Linked DNA regions of Sus scrofa: region 1 is linked to region 2. A link is a contact called in public promoter capture Hi-C data. All regions are on one chromosome and are shown on one strand. Each heading gives the region's core, a stretch centred on a gene start, on an enhancer-like site or on the middle of the called end of the contact. The rest is flanking DNA. Distances are from core to core; before and after follow the strand shown.

Region 1 (4,665 bases), core at 147-2,646, 300 kb after region 2:
GAGGAAAGGGTGAAAGGCCTCCAACCTGGCCAGGGGGAAACCCAGGTCTGATACAGGGACCTTGTTGGGCTAAGCAAGCCCGGCTGTAAAAATTCAGCTCCTATAGCCCTCATCAACCCAGAAACTTCTCTCACTTTGCAGCACCACACCTACCATCCCAGAACTGACCGAGATCAGCTGCCGGGGCCCTTGGTCCCAGTCACCAAAAAGAAAAACCTCACCCATTACTGGGGGGTGGGGGGGAGGTCGTTATTTTTGGTTAAGGCATTGGGGCTGCCAGGGGCAGATGCTGGTACTTTTGGTTAGTGAAGAGAGGTTACCGAGTCTCCTCTCTGTTCTGTAAGCTTCTAACTCATCTCCCACTGCATCTCCACCAGACCTCCCAGCCCGTGTCCGTATAGACTTCAGGTCAAGGGTCTCCTGGGCTGGTCTCCTTACATGGGCACCCGAGAGGCTGGTCGGGGCACACTCAGACTATGCGGATGGCAAACCAAGTGCAACGTGAACCAACACGTGTACCAACAGCGCCAAGAGGGGCACAGGTCTCAGCTTATCAACTTAAGGAGCTACCAGCGGACCCTCACCCATCAGAGCCGGGTCCTGCCACTGGGAAAGTGACGAGGTCAACTCACTGGAAGAGAAACTCCAAACACCATATGGACCCTTCCTTCGGGGGTGGGGCATCCCCTGCTGCCACCCCACACGCAGCTACATATACTAAGGTTTCACACTGGGCAAGAAAACCAGCTTTGATTGCGCCCCAACTTTAAACCAACCCGGCCTTGACCCCTCGGGCGTCCGCCCCCCTTCAACCTAGGGTTCAGCTGGGTGCACGGCGGCGCCGGGGGCACACAGGGAGGGAGGTCGATTCTTACCGGAGAAGTCCGTGAGCGCTGAGATCTCTTTGGAGCAGACCAGGACAGTGCAGTAGAAGAGGCGCAGCAGCTGCCCGGGCGGCTCTACCTGCCTGCGGAGGCCGGGATGCTGTGCGGGCTGGGGCGCGGGCAGTGGGCGCGCATGTCCCGGCAGAAGCATGGTGCGCAGCGCGAAGGAGCGCGAGCGCGGGCCAGGGGCGCGCCGGGGGTCGCTGGGCGGAGGGCAGCGTCACATGGCAGGACGAGTCGGTAGCCGGCGGATCCGCGGCCCCCTGCCACCTCCTGGCCCAGGCTGCCAGAGCCTCCTCCCCGGCGCGGGCCGGCACCGGCTCCCCAGCAGAGAGGAGGGGGCGGAGAACTGGGGCGGGGCCACGAGCCCCGGGAAGGATCCGCGTAGTTTCCCCGAGAGGAAATCTCCGCTGCGGCCGCGCGGGAGGAAACGAGGGCGGGGGGCGAAGGGAAAGTGTAGCCTCTCACGCTCCGAGGCTGCGGAGGCTGGTCCCTGGCGCGCCGCCCGCCGCAGAGGGCGCCCCCAGCAGCGCGCCGCGAGCCGCGCAACTTGAGCGCCCTTCCCGCCCGGGTCCCCGCCCCGAGACGGTCCGGCACCCCCGGCCGGGCCCGCTGGCCCCGTGCCAGCCTCGCCCTGGCCGCTGGAGGAGCGCGGCCGGTGCCGGTGACGCACTTTGGAGCCAGCGCTGCGCGTAGAGCCCCGTCGCCCCGGGGCGGGGCCGAGGCCGAGGTGGGGGCCGCGGGACGGTGGGGACCCGGAGGTGTGGAACTCAGCATTGACGTCTTTGCGACCTGCAGCGCTCCACGTGCCGAATCGCCAGGCTCGCACAGTTATCCCCATTTCACAGAAGAGGAGACTGAGACTCAGAGCATTGCTAAGTCTTAGGCAGCCAGGACGGGAACCATCGCGGGGCAGGCATTGTTCTCTGGATCAGGCGGCTCCAGAGCCGATTTCTTTTTGCTGCAACTGTTTTCTTTTGCGTATTGGTTGTCCGCCGCGCTCAGGGGATCTGACACTGGACCGGCACAAACAGCCGCCGAAAGCTAATAATTGGGCTTTGTTTTAAAATGGGCCACAGCATCTTTCTGAACCTCTCGATTACGCGCGGTGTAACCCACGTTTGGACACCCAGCCCGAAGAGGAGGAGCAGATTGCAGAGCCTGGCTTCGGGGGAACCGAAGACAAGTGCGTGGGGTGGGGGGGGAAATGCCGGCTGTGGTCCCTGGGGTCCACCGACCCAAACCGGCGGATTACGCGGGGCGTCCGGGCCAGGCGGCGCCGGCGGGAGGGAGGAGAGCCGGGCCGGCGGGCGCTGGGCACAAAGTGTTCCGGAACACCGCGGGAGGGCCTGCCAAGTTCTCGGCAGGCTTGACGCGGAAATGTAGATAATGAGGCCCAAGGGCGGGACCAGGCACAGTGCGCCCGCAGGCTCCGTCCGAACTGCCCCGCGTACGCCGCAGAAGGAGGCGCGGAGGCCTGGAGAAAGAAAACCGAGACTCGCTGGCCTACCTGTAGGACCCTCTTAGAGGCCGGCCGCAGGGATCGTGGAGGACCGGATGTCATAGGGTCCCACCTAGTGCTCCAGGGTCCCCGGGGCAGGGTGGGGGGAACTGAGATGCCGGCCCCTTCTTCCCTGTCTTGGGAATGGGAGTGGGAATGGGGGGATGCAAAGATCAGTATTTGTTCGTAGGACCCAGCCTGCCAAACACAATGATTTTTTAAAATCTACATTAAAGTACTCAACCTTCTCAATAACCCTTGGATGTAAGTATTCCTGCCTACTTTCTAGGTCTCTGAAACTGAGGCAAGGAGGGTGGGTAAGGATGCCTGGCACTTAAAAGCCGTTCGGTAAGGGACGTTTGCTCAAAACTCAGTTCCCTTACATTCTTTCCATTCCGTTCATTTACTTCAGATGTGAATTCGGTACCCCTGTGTGCCAGATCCTCTGCTGGGAACTGGGAGTGCTGGCACCAGAAGGGAACCAGGCTCCCTCAGGCCTAGGGGCTGCCACCAACTGTCCCATAGGGATGCACAGGCTTCCAGATGCCTGTGGGAGCACTGCTGCTGTGACAGCATCCCCTGGCTTCCTTATCTGTAAATGTCCCAGGCTCACTGTGTGGATTTAATGAGTTGATACGGGTGACATGGGTAGGACTGGGCCTGGAACGAGCAAGCATTCAGTCAGTAGTGGTCATTGGTACAGCCAGGAAGACCAAGGTAGAACAGGTAATGCCAAGTGAATGACAAGGGGCCATGAGAAGGAGCCAGAGAGGGGAGGGAAGGAGCAGGAGAGGGAGGTGCTAGGGACCTTTATAAGACAAGATGGTTGAGAAAGATGGGAAGAGTTGGCCAAACGAAAGCTAGGTATCTGTGGGGAGTGAACATCTTGGGATAAGGGATCAGCATATGTGAGACCCAAGAGGCACAGTTCCATAGAGAAGCGTGGAAGGGATGGAGCAGAGAGAAAAGGGCAGGGCAAGGTGACACAGAGAGGTCAGCGGCCAGAGCTCAGGGACCTATACCTTGGTGAGCACTTCCATCTTTTTTTTTTTTTTTTTTTTTGCCTTTTCTAGGGCTGCTCTCAAGGTATATGGAGGTTCCCAGATGAGGGGTCTAATCGGAGCAGTAGCAACCAGCCTACGCCAGAGCAACAGCAATTCAGGATCCAAGCCAGGTCTGCAACCTACACTACAGCTCATGGTAACGCCGGATCCTTAACCCACTGAGCGAGGCCAGGGATTGAACCTCCAACCTCATGGTTCCTAGTCGGATTTGTTAACCACTGAGCCATGACGGGAACTCCAGCACTTACATCTTTATCCTAAGCCCTTGTGCGCATTTCCATCATAAGCCAGCAAAGGGTTGTAAGCAGATGACTGATGCAATCAGGTGTGTGATGGTGTCTCTGGCTGATGAGCAAAACTGGGCTGGAAGGGTCAGCAGTGGGTCCAGAGGCTATATGCCCGAAAGAATTGAAAGCAGGGATCCCAAGAGATATTTGGACACCCATGTTCATATGGCCTTATTCCCAAGAGCCAAAAGGTAGAGGCAACCCAGGTGTCCATCAATGGACAGATCAATGGATAAACAAAATACGGAATATTATACAGTCATAAAAAGGAGTGAACTTCTGATACAGGCTGCAGAATGGACAAACCTTACAAACATGATGCTAGGTGGATTAAGCTGGACATGAATGATAAATATTGTGTAGTTCCACGTACATGGAATATCTAGAATAGGCAAACTTATAGAGACAGAGATTAGAGGTTACCAAGAGTTGGGAGAAAAAGGAATAGAGTTCCTTCCTTCCTTCCCTCCCTCCTTTCTTTCTTTCTGTCTGTCTGTCTCTCTCTCTCTCCCTCTCTCTCTCTGTCTTTCTCTTTCTCTTTTTAGGGCTGCACCTGCAGCATATGAAAGTTCCCAGGCTAGGGGATCTAATCAGAGCTGAAGCTGCTGGTCTACACCACAGCCACAGCAATTTGGGATCTGAGCCGTGTTTGTGACCTAAACCACAGCTCACAGCAACGCCGGATCCTTAACCCACTGAGCGATGCCAGGGAGCGAACCTAAATCCTCATGGATACTAGTCAAGTTTGCTACTGCTAAGCCACAACGGGAAGTCCAAGAGTTATTTTGTAATGGTTATAGGGCTTCTGTTTGGGGTGATGAAATAGTTCTAGAAATAGATGGTAGTGATGGCTGTAAACACCATAGATGTAATTAATGCCACTCAACTGTACGCTTAAAATGGCAATGTTTATGTAAAGAATTTGCCAC
Region 2 (5,059 bases), core at 260-2,759:
AGTATGACACAGAAAGTCTTGAGTTTGGGATCTTTTGCTTCAAACTTGGAACTTAAATCTCAAGTGACATTTTGACAGGATGATGTAGGTGAATAGGCACTCGGGTAGGAATACAAATTGGCACAGCTGTTAAAAACAGCAACTTAGAATTAGCAAAATTACAACTGCATACCTTGAGATCTAGTTCATGCTACTAGTGATCATTTTTTGAAGCTTTTCGTTGTGGCATTGATAATTATAGCAAGACTGGAAATAAATTTCATGCCTTTCCCCCACCCCTCTCACGCCTACAGCATGTGGAAGTTCCCAGGCCAGGGATGGAACCCCAGCCACAGCAGTGACCATGCTGGATCCTTAACTGCTAGGCCACCAGGGAACTCCTTTAATACCAATTTTTTTATGCAACTGGCTAAATAAATTATGGTACTTTCAAACAATGGATCACTATGCAGCTGGGTAAAAGAAGAGACACCATTTTACATACAAATATAACTGATCTTCAATTAGACTAAAATGCACTGTTTGCACACTGTGGGAAAAAGGTAATTCACAAAAATATACATCTTTGCTTCTACATTCATAGGCTGTCTCTGCAGGATCGTGAGAAACTTTTAACATTGCCTGCAACCTTCAGGGCTTCTAGGGATGGATGGTTTGTTTGTTTGTTTCACTATATGAATGTCCTTTGTTACCTTTTAAATTTTGAGACATGACAACAAATTCGCACTTACACACATGAGTGAAGGAAAAGGCCCTGTGTTTGCTAATACAATGAGTAAGCTTGCGAGTTCAACTTCAAACACCCGGATCCACCGTTGCCAGTTAAGTTTGTTAACCTCTGTGGCACAAGGCTGAAATGTGTCACAACCATCCCCAGTCCTCAAGTCGATTTTTCCTTCCGTTTCTGAAATCAGCCATGTGTCAGAACTCCTAGCAAACCTGGCATTCTTTGGAAAACACCAAAACACTTTTGCTTTCGTTGTATTAGAGGGAGGGGGGCTAAAAACATCAGGCCAGGTAATATCTGATCATAAATGAAATTCACTGTTTTTGAAAGTTCTCTGTAGCCATTAAGCTGCAGAAATACTAAGTGTTACTCAACAGAGTTAGTAATAATTACCATACAACACCTCAGTTCAGCACACCCTCTGGGCTCCACGCACCCTCACCAAAGGCTTCACCTTCGGGCTCCTCCTCCCGCTCCTCCTCTCGCTCCGCCTCCCGCCCCCTCCCCCTTGTATTTGCCTCTCTCAGCGCTTGGCGGGAGTTTCCTCGCGTGACTAGTCTGCGTAAGTGCGGAAGACGCACTGCAGCACCTTGGGCTGAGGGACGCCGGGTTTACTCTTTCTTTTCGTCTCTATGATCCTCTTTGTGACCCGTCGGAGAGCACTAGAGTCCCAGAGTTGCCTGCCAATAGTCCTCCAGGCCGACAGAGGGCAGTGCAAAAAGCTGACGTTCTCGCGAGAGGGGCGGTGTTCTCTCCACGTAGTGAGAGCGGAGCGCATGCGGGTTCGGTGGTGCGCGGTAGCTGGGGCAAAGACTGGACCTGGCTGGAGCTCGGGAGAGCGCGCGTGCGCGCTGTCGCGAGCTCGGCGCTGCCGGGGCTGCCGTGTAGGAGTGGGCATACGACCGCGGTGCGGGCCGCAGGCATGTTCCGAAAGGCCCGGCGAGTGAACGTGCGCAAGCGGAATGACTCGGAGGAGGAGGAGCGAGAGCGTGATGAAGAGCAGGAGCCTCCACCGTTGCTGCCGCCGCCGGGCACCGGCGAAGAGCCGGGCCCCGGCGACAGGGCCCCCGGGGGGGAGTCACTGCTGGGCCCGGGGCTGCCGCCGCCACCCTCCGCGCTGGCTCCTGGCCCCGGAACCGAGGCCGGGGGTTGCTTCCCGGGCGGCGCGGAGCCCGGCAACGGGCTGAAGCCGCGCAAGAGGCCGCGCGAGAACAAAGAGGTGCCCCGGGCCAGCCTGCTCAGCTTCCAGGACGAGGACGAAGGTAACTGCCGCGCTTCAGCGCCCCCAGACCCCGACATCCGTTTCCCCGGCCCCGACCGCGGGTCTCCGCATTCCCCTGACGCTCAGCCTCAGCCCCCGAGAAAGGAGCCCTTTCCCGCCGGATCTGCTGTACGTTTTCCCCGCCTCCGGCCTTCTGCTTTGGCAGGGGATGCGTTCCTGCGCCGCCACCAACCTTTTCTTAACTACCGCCTCCTTTTCGTCGTCTCGAACATTTTCTACTCCGAGGGGCCGGATCTCAGATTAGTCATTTAGAGTTTTTCAAGAAAAAATTCCGTGTTCCCTACTCTGCCTCTTCCTGGCAGGTGTGTTTTAGGGAGAACTCGAGTCGTATCCCCTGACTGCTCTTGGCACGTTCTCTGAGCCCTCTGCAGGTCAGTGTACCCAGTGGTATATGCACTGTACCCAGTAGTGACCCAGGTCACTGTACCCAGTAGGTAGGTCTCTTGGTCTCCTGGTCCTTGTCAGGCATCCTTGCTCAGGAAGGCAGGGTGTGTAAAGAGGAGTACTAGATTTGGGAACAGAAGCTCTGGTTGAAGAACTGGTTCTGAGTGACCTTGAACTAGTCCCTGGCGATCGCCGAGCCTCAGTTTACCCATGAAAGTGAATGGGGCTACAAACGTGCAGGCTTCCTCAAATTGACGCTTGGACAATGAAGCGAGGCGGTGTGAGGGGCCAGGCTGCAGTGGATTTAGATTTCTGATCCTAAATGAGCCGTAAGTCATTTCACTTGCCAAATTGTTGAGTGTGTAATATAACCCAATTAAGTGTATGTTGTAAAAAACGAAATCAAGACTTGTAAATCTCACATCTCGATGCAGGAACGCTTTCTTGTTTCTAGTAATAGGCAGTTTGTCTTTGGCTTTTGTGTGATTTTTTTTTTTTTTTTGGAGAGGAGTCCAGCCATTTTTTTGTTTTTGGTGATACAGGAACAATTTGCTAAAGTATTTTTGTTTGACTTTAACGTTTTCAAATTAAAGATGATGGCCACATCATCAAAACTTGTTTTTGAAAAGTGATTCTTTCTCAGCTTAGTATTGAAATAACAACATGTCAGTTTGTGATTGATATAGAGTTACTCAGACTTGCCAACTGTGTTAACTAGCACCTTTTGATTTTGGATATTTTGTTTCAGATACCTTAATAATTTGGTAGTTAGGTGCTTTTTCAGTGACTTTTTTTCCCCCCCTTGCTGAAATATGATTTAGGGAAGACAATAGGACCTAGGAAAATTGTGTGCAGTATCATGGCTTTTCAAGAAGTCTCAAATTGGCATTATTCCAGACTAATTTATGAAGTTGACTCAGTTTTTGAGAGCCTGTGACACGTGAAATAACTTTAAATTATGTCATAATTTGAAATGTATGTGTATATATTTGGACGAATTTGAAAGTTAGAGTGGAAGATACTGTCTGAAAATGGTTACTACAGACTGCGTTTAATTTTTTTATTTTTTAAGAAAATGAAGAAGTTTTCAAAGTGAAGAAATCAAGTTATAGCAAAAAGATAGTAAAATTGCTTAAGAAAGAATATAAAGAAGATCTTGAGAAATCGAAGATTAAGACCGAGCTCAACTCATTGGCCGACAGTGAGTACCAGACTAATATGGTTCTTTTGAAATGACAAACCCCTTTCTCACAGGGATTAAATGGATTTGGTGTATTATAGTCAATGTGTTCATTTGACTCTGCTCTTGTCAAGGATCCAAATTGAGTAATGATACAGTTCTTTTATTTAGCTCTAACACAGTTGCAAATGCCTTTTTAAAAATTGTAAATGCATTTTTTTTAGAAAGACAGAATCATTGCCACTGGGATGTTTCTGCTGCAAAGATTAAATTCTCTCCCAGTTTTCCTGCTAAGTGTTCAGATTGTTGTTGGACAGAGGGAAAGGAGGTTTCCCAGTTAAACCTGAGACTTGGAATTATTCCCAGTTGAAAGAATACTGTGCAATTTCCCATACTTGTATTTTGTAGAAACAGATGTTCTATTTCTCCAGTGTTATCTACACAGTGGGTTTCATTCTCAGTGAACTTTTTTTTTGGCTGCACCCACGGCGTGTGAAGTTCCTGGTATAGAGAATGCATCCACACCACAGCTGTAACCAGAGTCACAGCAGTGTCAATGCCAGCTCCTTAACCCGCTGTGCCACGAGGGGACTCCTTAGGAAACTGTTAGGAATGCTCTAAGTCTCGTGTTGGTAACGTTCCCACTCGACAGGCCTAGCAGATACATAGATGAAGACTCCTCAGGGTGTGGCACCTACCTACACACAGCTCTCCTGTCCTTTCACAACCTAAGTTAAAATTTGTAAACAGTTACTTATCTTTAGGAAAGTGGTTCCGTTATAATATGCTACGGTGTGACTTATTCTCATGCAGTTGCTCTAGGGAAATCTTCTTATTTTGTGGAATTAAAGATAGAATGATTATTTCCCAGGTGCTCCACTATAGGCTTAATGTGAAAAAAGTATGTCATTATATCTCAAATTTATAGTCTAATTTTGGCGACAGTGTCACTTAGATGTATGTAACTGGCATTAGTATTTGGCAAAATGTCTAATGAGTGACTTAACAGCTGCACTGGTTTTCTTTCAGAGGCAGGTGAAGGAATGCTTCCTAGATACAGTGGAATTTGAAGCGGAATCTTTGATAATTTAAATTCCAGAAGATCAGGGAGGTGTGGGGATATTATCAAAGATGAAAGTGACTCAGGCTGTTTTGGAAAAGAGCAAGTACACCTGACAGGCCAGAGGAGATGATTTGCGGAGGAAGTGGAGGTGTAGGGTGAAAGCTCCGTTGTTGACAGATTGTGAAGAATGTTTAGTATCGAGTAAGGGGTTTAGAGTTGCGTGTTTAGTGGCTGCCAAGATAGTGACATGATAAATGCCTTTCGAAATCTTAACCTGGTATTAGCATGCAGCATGGGATGGAGGCCCAAAGCAGTTTAAATGCAAGGGCCCGTTTTGTTCCATTAACAGTGGATTTTAAAACGTCTCAGATGAGCAAGACTGAGGCTTTTCTTGACACAGTGGGAAACTGGATGAGTTAAAGG

What was found. Promoter capture Hi-C pulls out the DNA fragments that hold promoters and counts their contacts.
Region 1: a promoter capture Hi-C map of liver shows a contact between it and region 2, with 3 times the contacts expected there. The contact joins the promoter of EVA1C here to the promoter of PAXBP1 in region 2. A contact is called at or near these places in 1 of 5 promoter capture datasets (liver) and 3 of 47 Hi-C or Micro-C datasets (heart right ventricle and liver).

Annotation. Positions count from the first base shown.
Region 1 is chr13:196,064,374-196,069,038 of Sscrofa11.1, reverse strand. It overlaps EVA1C (protein eva-1 homolog C), which reads right to left and starts at 1,396. Exons shown (of 8, transcript XM_021070917.1): 1 at 876-1,396. The coding sequence starts at 1,035.
Region 2 is chr13:196,367,708-196,372,766 of Sscrofa11.1, reverse strand. It overlaps PAXBP1 (PAX3- and PAX7-binding protein 1), which reads left to right and starts at 1,509. Exons shown (of 18, transcript XM_003132753.5): 1 at 1,509-1,989; 2 at 3,466-3,594. The coding sequence starts at 1,650. LOC106505849 (a long non-coding RNA gene) reads right to left here and starts at 1,372. Exons shown (of 4, transcript XR_001300667.2): 1 at 1,121-1,372.